Linked DNA regions of Mus musculus: region 1 is linked to region 2. Evidence: chromatin contacts called from public HiChIP or PLAC-seq data. All regions are on one chromosome and are shown on one strand. The core of a region is the stretch at or near the end of the contact, and the rest is flanking DNA. Distances in the headings are between cores, read along the strand shown.

Region 1 (4,785 bases), core at 2,025-4,524, 150 kb after region 2:
TGTGCAGGAATAGAAACCCTGACTGAGACAGTCAGGGACAGAGGCAGAGGAGAGATGCATGCTGGCGCTTACCTCATTCTTTTTTTTTAATTCAGCTCAGGGCTCAGTCTATGAAATCATGACACCCATGTTCACGGTGTGTCTTTCTGCTTCATTTAGCCCAATTTAAAAAACCCTTCACAGGAATGCCCAAAGTCCAACACAATCTAGAAATTTCCTCCCCGAGACTCTCTTCCAGCTCAAGTCAACGATTAAAACTAATGCCAATTTTCACTTGAACTTTTTTAAATAGTTCATTTTATTTTGATTTTAGGACATTGAAGTTTTGTCTGCATGTATGTCTGTGTGCGGGTGTTGGATTCCCTGGAACTGGAGCTACAGACAGTTGAAACTGCCACGTGGGCGTTGGGAATTGAACCCAGGTTCTCTGGAAGAGCCAATGCACGGAACTACGGAGCCATCTCTCCAGCCCTCCACTTGAATTTTAACAAATATTTGCAAAACATCTATTACATAATAGGTTTGCAGAAAAGACCAAATATGAAGACGAAATTTTGTTTTAGGCAGGTTCCATATAGCACAGGTTGGCCTTGAACTCATCATATAGAGAAGGATGGATTTGAACTCGTGTTCTTCCTGTCTGCCACTCCCAAGTGCAGGCACCACAATGCTCAGGTGGAAAATGGCAAATTCACTTATAAGACGAAGTGGGAACTGGAACTGAGGAGGAGACCTCATGTGAATCAGGGATGTGAAAGAGTAGAAAGCTCAGCACACCACGCACACACGGACAACCGAGGGCAGACCAAATCAGCAAAGCCTGCTACGCTGGAAATTCTGAGCAATCATTTTAAAGAGTCACTCTGCGAAGAGTTTGTTGGGTAACTGGCGAAGCAAAGGTACGGCTGAAAGGAGGAAGAGACAAAGGGATGAATCAAGGATCCTTGCTGCATGGATAAATCTATCAGGGCTGAATCGGACCCAGGCAGGGGAGGAGCTTTTCCTGGGCACCTTCCTGTGTTATCTAAGGCCTTCCTTTTTTATCTAATCTCTGTGAACCAAGCCTCTGACTCAGGAGACAGGTCCATTGCCATTCATAGCTAATTTATGAGCTGCGAGGACTGCATTCCTTAGCTGTTACATGGCGTTATATGAAGCTTACAAACGTCGCTCAGTTATGAGAAATAGGAAATTAAATCTTTTGTTTTTGAGACAAGAATCTCATCGCAGGCCACATCACCATGCCAGCCTGTAACTCATCATGTAGCCTGGGCTGGCCTTGAACTCACAGCGATCTTCCTGCCTCATTTTCTTGAGTGCTAGCTACATCGTAGGTCTGAACGACACCTAGCCTAATGTTTGTTTAAATTTTACTCTATTTCATTTTTTATCATTGTGTGTGAGAGAGCCAGCAGAGAACTCTCAGGGCTGGGCCTACTCCTTCCTCAATGAACTCAAGGGATGGAACTTAGGTGGCCAGGCCTGTGTGGCAGGAGCTTTCACCCACTGAATTATCTTGGTGGCCCTCTTTTTTTTTTTTTTTTTAAGAAGGCAGATTTAAGCTGAAAAGGTAAGGTTTGTTTTGTGGTTTAGTTCAGGTTTTTGCAAGTATTGTAGTCATAGGATGGTGGTACTTTAACTGGGGGAGCAGGGGAGGCAGAGGACCCCAAATTTCAAACCCCAATTGTTATTAAGCACTCCCCGCTATGGAGGAACTTAGGAAAAAGGTTGAGGAAATGAGCGGTGAGTTCCAGTTTGACGTAGGTTTGGATAACGAACAGAGGAGGCTGGTATCTCTCTTGCAGCCGCCCAGCAGATGCTGAGTAGAGTCACTAAGATGACGGGGGACGGCTGCCATGCTTGGTTTATGAGAGCATGCTAGACACATCTGAGGCCAGCACCCACGGAGCCTGTCTGATGTTCTGAGTAGTAAGTTATGACGCTAACAACAAACACAGGGCGGGGCTTCTTTAGGGCCGATATAATGTGCTGGGCAGACTCGAACTCAGACAAAGAGATTAGTGAACCTTGACGCATACAGTGCAAAATGGGAGTGGCTGAAAAAGCCCACTGATGAGGACATGAGACAGAACCAGTGTGCCAGGTGTGGCGGCTCAGACCTATAATCCCAGTACCTGGGTGGCTGAGGCAGGAGCATTGCAGCATGTTTAAGTCCAGCCTGAGTTACAAAAATCAAAGCAAAGAAAGAGGAAGGAGAGAGGACACCGAGTGCCTTCTGCCAGAACTCACGGTGACAACTAATTGTGAGTGTGTTGTCGCTGTTCAGGTGGCCCCGACATGCCACACACACACATGCCACACACACACACACACACACACACACACACACCCCAGCAGGTTCCTGAGGGCTGGGTGAGAAAAGAAGCTGCATCCTGAGCAAATTGCTGAACCCCTCCCCACCCCCACGCAGGCAGCAGATAAAGGATTCCTCCACAGTCTTTCAGGACTTCCAATCCTCCCTGGCCTCTGCCAGAAGATAGTTTTTCTTCAGTCCTCAAGGAGCAGCAGCAAGTCTATACTGGAGTAGGCATGCTCAGACCTTCCTGGCTTCATGAGTTCAGTTCCTGCTCCCCTTGTTATGAACTGCACGAGGCACACAGTAATATAAGTTCAGATCAGTCTGGGACAGCACAGGAGATGCTGGCTTTGAAAATGTCCCTGGTGGCTTGGGAACCTGCTGTATTTTCATTCATGTATTCATCCATCCATCCATCCATCCATCCATCCACCCATCCGTCTGTCCATCTATCCATCCATCTATCCTCCCACACTCACCTCTATCAAATGCAGAGCTAGGCAAGTGCTCTAGCTACCACCAAGGTACATCCCAGCTTATGCAAAACTGTCTACTAGCCTTTTCCCTAGAGAAAATGTTGGGTATAATTCATACAGCTACACATGGTACAGACCCCTTCTGACATCACCATTACATCATCTTGAAGTACGAACCAAAGAGACGCAGTCAGTTTTAGAGGAGTTTTCTTGTTTGTTTGTTTTTACCTAATGTCTTTTGAATTCAGGTATGAACCTCCTGCAATTGCCTGTGTCAGGCCCTATAGCTCGCCACCAGCTTCACAGGTCAGATTCTGAGCATGTGGATTAAAGGAAAGGCTGTGGGTGCTCCGGGAACTCTTCTCTGCCCACAAAAACCACAACCTGGATACATCTTTACCGGGAGAGGAAATATCAGCTTTTTCTGAAAAGCAGCATGACCTAATAGAGAGCTCTCTGCCTCCAGCTTCCTCTGTAATTGCCAAACACAGCCTTCCACGTCTCCTAGAATTGGCTTTAGAACTGCATGACCAGCTGGCACAGAGATGCATACCTGCAAGCCCAGCTTTGGAGGCAGGAGGATTGCTTGACCCAGGGTTTGAGGCCAGCCTGAACAACAAATTGATCCCCTACTTCCCAATAGTGTACTTCTGATCTGAAGATGAGGCCAACAGAAAGTGTGACTGGTGTGTTTTCCTGCGGAATACATAAAACCACAAGGGCTCTCGGGGTCACTGCTGTTTCTCAATTCTTCCTAGAAGGAAGTAGGACGAGCATACCAGAAACCCGATTTCTAAGTGCTTGCCTATGGCACTGGCTTGGTAGGACTTCTTCTACAGGCATCTCCAAGAAAAGCAGTTCAGGGGTTAGAGGTACAGCTCAGTAGAAGAGCATTTGTCTAAGATGCAGAAAGCCCTGTGTCCAATCTCCAATAACGGAGACCGCGTGAGAGAGAGGCAGACAGACAAACAGAGAGACAGACAGACAAAGACAGAGATTTTAAAAGTCAATTTCTGAGCTAGTTCAGACTCTAAGAGAGGCTGTGACTCAGAAGAGTGAAGTTAAATACCCTTTTAAAAATTTTCCCAACCATGCTTTTAGACGGGTCCCTTACCTATTTCCTCCTTTCTCATTTCAGAGACATCCGGGAAGACTCCGGGGATACGGTTATTATACTCAAGCCCTGCCAAGAAACAATTGTAAGAAAAGGAGCTATTTTGACTGGGTCAAGAGGAATAATTATGCTGCCTAAAAATACACCGAGTCTGAGGGAAGAAAATGAGAAGCTTTATGAAGAAGGTGAGCAGCACTTCCTCTCTGGCCACCTTTCAGCGCTGTGTGGTTTACTCTAATAGCAGCCTGTCGTTTCAAGCCAGATGATTCAGTGGCCAGGCCACAGCTCACAGAGCATTTCATCTGCGGACATCCGTCCTGCCTGTGAAGAAATGGGCATTTAGTCATGCAAAGGAAAACGATACCCTCCTGACCAGTGTCCAGCCAGAAGACACTGGTCGTCTGCTTTTACTTGCAAGCAGATGAAAGGGAGCCGGTGGGGCTGGACCTGGTCATTAGAGAGCCTGGCTTCTTTCTGATGGTCCAACAGGACAGGTTGTTTCAACTTTTACACATCAAGACCTGAAACTGAAGCGTGAGAATCTACTATCGTAACTGCCCTCTTCCTATGCCTCCACTGAACTGCCTTCCCCGCAGGAGTGTAAGGGGATGGATGAACTGGTGTTTGGGGCAGGAGAATCGTGAATTATGAGGTCACCACACTGCATTTTCCTGCTTAATTGAGAGGAAGTGCAGCATTCTTTCAGACCTATTTTCTGACTAAGTCAGCAGACCCCACCTAGAATCTGACCTCTTCTCTGAACAGATAACCACAGAGTCAAATGATTTCCAGACTCATAGCCATGTGCTGCTAGATGTCTGGACCTGGCTGCTTGGATCAGAACTTTTTGCCTGTGGCTTCTCTACAATACCTGGCTC
Region 2 (4,649 bases), core at 1-2,500:
AGGGAAGTGGGGGAAGATCCCAGACACCTGCCATGCCCAGGAGAGAATAGTGAGGTAGCAGTATCAACAGACAAGCCCTGGCTTTGCCACAGGGAGACAGACACTTTGATTCTTCCAGGAACAGTCATTTGCATATCACTGATATTTCAAGTTGCTACAATTTCCTGCAACTGACAGAGTTACAAACTATCTCAGAAACCATCAATGCTGAACCAAGATGAGGTTCAAACCAGGGTTTCTCAGCCTGGCACAGAGATCTTTCAGACTGCACTTTTCTTCCTGTTCTCTCTGTAGAGGGATGCCCTCCGCCCGACCATCCTTTAGTAGCACCTGGCTTCCACCCAGTAGAGGCCAGGAGCCTCCTTTGTCCCAGTTGTGACAATATGAGGAAAGTCTGCAGTTAGGGTCAAAAACCTTTAGGGTCACATTGGTGCGTGCGGGTTGCTTCCAGTTGAGAACCCGTGCTTTAAACCATTCATAGCACAAGCCCGCCCAGTTCTGTGTGTGTGAGTGGCAGCGAAAACTTTCATTGGACAGAGCGGTGGTACAGGCCACCAACAGGGGCTCTGTTCTAAATGGTGTCCCAGCAGCAACTCAATAAATCATCCCAGGTAAATCTGAGTTTTAGATAAGCATCACATTATTATTCTAACACAGGTTTGCCTCGGGTGATATTTGAGGGCTACGTATGCTAAAACCACACAATCCCCCAGCCCCTTTTCTTGAAATTTAGATTTAACAAGCATGGATTGTTTTGTTTTGTTTTTTTGTTTTTTTGTTTTTTGTTTTTGTCAAATTGTACAGCCCTACTTATGCACAAATAAGTAACTGCAGAGGCCCTGGGACCCTAAAATTCCTGTCTTGCTTTAATTTGTAGGGGTTACATCTTTGAACTTCTTTGGAGCTCAGTTTCTCATCTGTAAGATGGACACACCAGTAGCCATTTCTCACAAATTTGGGGGTGGTAGGTAACATGTGTGCCCAGAGCCTGCAGAGCTCTCTTTCGATCCTGAGCCCAATGAGTGGCAACTGGCTTAGTCGCCGCGCTCCCTCCCTCATCCGCTCCTGACTCATCCGATGTTTTCTGGACAGTCATTGCTGAGTTTCGCCCAGCCTTACTCCCCAATGGCTGGGGTTTGACAACTTCGCTCCCCAACTTGCGATTGTCGTCCCCCCAACACCCCCCGCTCGCCCTCCCCACCGGGCCGCGCCATCCCGAGAGCCGTCCGAAGGTGGCAGCATCGGCCCCGTAGTCCTCACGGTCGGGCTGGCACTGTGCAGGTCGCCGGCGAGCCGCGTCCGGAGCCCGGCGCCGAGCAGGCCTGGGGAGGCGGAGGCCACACCCCGCGCACGGCCCAGGCGCTTCCCGCCGGTGAATCATCCCCGCAGCAGCGGCTCCCGCAGTCCGCTGCAGCGCCCCGGGCCCGGCCGCGCCCCAGCCGAGTGCCGTGCCCCGCCTCTCCGCGACCCCTTTCTCCGTGCAGTGCGCCAACCGGATCGCTACCATGGCGGGCATCGCGATAAAGCTGGCCAAGGACCGCGAAGCGGCCGAGGGGCTGGGGTCGCATGAGAGAGCCATCAAGTACCTCAACCAGGACTACGAGACGCTGCGGAACGAGTGCCTGGAGGCCGGGGCGCTCTTCCAGGATCCTTCCTTCCCCGCCCTGCCGTCATCCTTGGGCTATAAGGAGTTGGGGCCCTACTCCAGCAAAACTCGGGGCATCGAATGGAAGCGGCCCACGGTAGGAAGCGCGAGGGGAACAGGCAGGGCCGGCAGGGCCTGGAAGGGCACTCGGGGTTCCGGGAGGCTGCAAGTCCCTGGCTCCCCGGCTCGGTAGTCCCTGCTTAGTAGTGCTCCGCGATTGCTGCTAAGGGGACTCCCTATGCAGACTGAGGCCCAGCCAGTGGACCTGCCCCAAGCTGCGCGCAGAGCGCTTCGCAGGACAGGACCCCAAATCCCATTAGTGGACACGCCCTGGAGGCTGCCTTCGGCTTCACAAAGCCGCAGGGACACAGGGCCGCTGGGGTGAAACTTTTACTGGACTCTAGTGGTGATCTGAGTGAGGGTGGAGACACTGCTCGGCAGTAGGGGTGGGGGTGGGGATATCAGAGTAGGATAGAAGACTCGGGACTGCTGGGTGGGTGGGGGCAAGGGGTGGGCACAGCCTGGCTCTGGCTGACAAAGGTGGTCACAAGTACATGTGGCACTTGTAAATGCAAGTACATGTATTTATCCAGCGTGGGTTTTGTCTGGCTCTCAAAGTGCAGTTAGAGGACTCTTTAACTTAAAGAACTGAAGGGTAGCTTAAAGAATCGATGGGCTCCAATGATTCTGTTACTCATTATTTTGCTGACCTAGAGTCCTCACCCGGAAACCTCTGCTCAACTCCTAGATACTCCTGTCCTAACCCTCAGAGTCTCTGCCCTTAAGCCCTTCCCGTTCCCTTGTGGTTTCAATCGCCAGTGGATGCCCATGGGACCCTCACTTGACTTTTCCCAGGAACTGAGAGGAAGTCTAAACTTCTAGATTCCTGTTAGGACAATGGACATTCATACCCTGCTTCTATCCTCTTGGTTCCCCCAGGCTGCTTTTGTTACTGAGTCTAGTCTGAAAGTACCAGAGACTAGCGGGGGTATAGCTCAGTTGGTAGTCTTTACTTAGCATGCATGAAGCCCTGGGTTCTATCCCAAGCACCATATAAAATCAGGTGCATGCTAATATATGCCTGCCATTCCAGGACTCAGGAGGTGGAGATGGGAGGATGAGAGATTCAAAGCCTGGGGCCACAAAGATGGCTCATTGAGTAAGGGCTTTGGTGGTCATTTCTAATGACCTTAGTTCTGTTGCAGAACCCACCTGGAAAAAGAGAACCAACTCCCCCAAAATTTTTCTCTGACCTTCATATGCACACTGTGGCGCACACGTGCAGAATCTCACAGGCACGAATGTGCACACACACAAAATAAATACTAATAACAACAGAAGAAGATGGAGGCTGGCCTTGGCTATACAGTGAGTTCATTTGAGGCCAGCTTGGACCACATGAGAACTTGACTCAAATTTGAAGATAAGTGGCAAGGAAGACTAGAGAAGTCTCTGTGGAACAGGATTCAGAGCACCTGGGTACCCAGGGTGAATCACTGGCTCTCCCTTCCTCACCTCAGCCGGGCATGGTGGTACACACCCTTGATTGAAGCCCTCAAGACACTTTGTAGCTTTGGCTGTTTAGTAAGTTCTAGGCTAGCCTGAGCTACACAGTAAGACTGTGTCTCAACATTAAATGAAGATAAAAATAAGACCAATGAGGCCACTCTGTTTTCTCTCTTGTCTACCACACTTGGTGCAGCTGCTGCGGCTGCTTCGGTTTCCTGGAGACACCCCGCTCTTCTCTCTTACCCTCCTCATCTCCCAGGCATGCTCTTGCCCCAAGTCTGGCTCATTTACATTCTTTCAAAGTCTCCTCCTTCGAGAGTTGTTCCTCACCCTGCTGCTCTCTGCCCTGTGCACATTCCTGCCCTGGGGTTGTCACCATGAACACACGCAGTCACATGTTTTCTCGCTGAGCTGTTCTGTGTTATTTGCCATGTGCTCTCAGTGTCTTGCTGGAGTAGCATCCCTTCTCAATATCCATTCATTCATTCATTCATTCACTCATTCACTCATTCACCAGCATTTAGGGAGTGCTTACTCTAGCCCAGGCATTGAGACATCCACAACAAACCACTGACTGTTTAAAGAATGAATGAATGAATGAATGAATGAACGAACAGTCATTGTGAGCCTCAGATGACATCCTGGCCGGGGAGACTATTCACATACCAGAGAACACATTCCTCACATTTGCATACTGTTTTACGACTTACTTTTTATCATTTCTGTGGTTAGGAGACACCCTAATCAGAAGCAACTGAAGGGAGAAAGAATTTACTTGGCTTAAAATTCCAGGTTACAGCACATCATTGAAGGGAAGTTAAAGCAGAAACTCAAGGCTGAGGCATGCTTACAACCCACACACATCTGAGTCCACCAACGTTCCATTCAATCAATGAGCAATTATTGAACACTTATTATATTCCAGGCACCGTATACTTAGTTTCTGTCTCTGAAGCCCAGAGAGGGCAGAAGTGTCCTTCAACAGGTGATAGTAAAGCCTTTGGGCCTCCTGAGTAGAAAGACAGAGTTCCAGAGCCACCTCAGGGACACTGCCTAGGGCAGGCTACACACATCATCGGACAGTTGGAAAAAACAAAGCTTGGGAGTGTCAACCTTGCTCAGAACAAATCAAGTCTGCATTCATGGTTGGGCTAGCTGTCCTGACCTGTCCTGTCATACCCTGGTGGGGCCAGGCAACAGGAATAACAACAACAATAATAAAATAATAATAATAATAATAATAATAATACTAATAAAGTGGCTACTGGAGTCACTAGCTGGTTTTTGGAGACTGAAATAGAGCAAAGTCATTGAATGGGAGAAGGGAAGGGACCAGACAGGCTGCAGACCCTGGAGGAGGAGAAATGGAAGGGAACTAGGTGTTTCACTTATTTAAAAAGGATGTGTACAGGAAAAGAAGAGTGGAGGAGAAGGAGAAAGAGGGGGAGGGGAGAGAGAGAGAAAAAAGAGAGAGAGAGAGAAAGAGAGAGAACAA

Evidence for each region. HiChIP or PLAC-seq counts read pairs in DNA pulled down with a chosen protein or histone mark.
Region 1: a contact with region 2 is called in an H3K4me3 HiChIP or PLAC-seq map of bone marrow-derived macrophages, with 3 times the contacts expected there. The contact joins the enhancer-like site here to the promoter of Capn2 in region 2. A contact is called at or near these places in 5 of 39 promoter capture datasets (the C10 cell line, the HPC-7 cell line, HPC-7-derived erythroid cells and 3 more), 9 of 484 Hi-C or Micro-C datasets (ECoMG myeloid progenitors, the N1E-115 cell line, bone marrow-derived macrophages and 6 more), 17 of 115 datasets of contacts at active chromatin or transcription factors (CD8 T cells, the HPC-7 cell line, the NIH/3T3 cell line and 11 more) and 3 of 9 other capture datasets (embryonic stem cells, liver and macrophages).

Annotation. Positions count from the first base shown.
Region 1 is chr1:182,368,375-182,373,159 of GRCm38.p6, reverse strand. No RefSeq gene overlaps it. Among named protein-coding and RNA genes, the nearest start is that of Fbxo28, 29 kb to the right of the region's middle. Within about 2 kb of position 3,274, at least 88 of the 459 cell types and tissues checked have an H3K27ac peak or open chromatin away from gene starts, as enhancers often do. A contact at or near this core is called in CD8 T cells, ECoMG myeloid progenitors, the HPC-7 cell line and 4 more, where this site is marked.
Region 2 is chr1:182,514,211-182,518,859 of GRCm38.p6, reverse strand. It overlaps Capn2 (calpain 2), which reads left to right and starts at 1,250. Exons shown (of 21, transcript NM_009794.4): 1 at 1,250-1,742. The coding sequence starts at 1,506.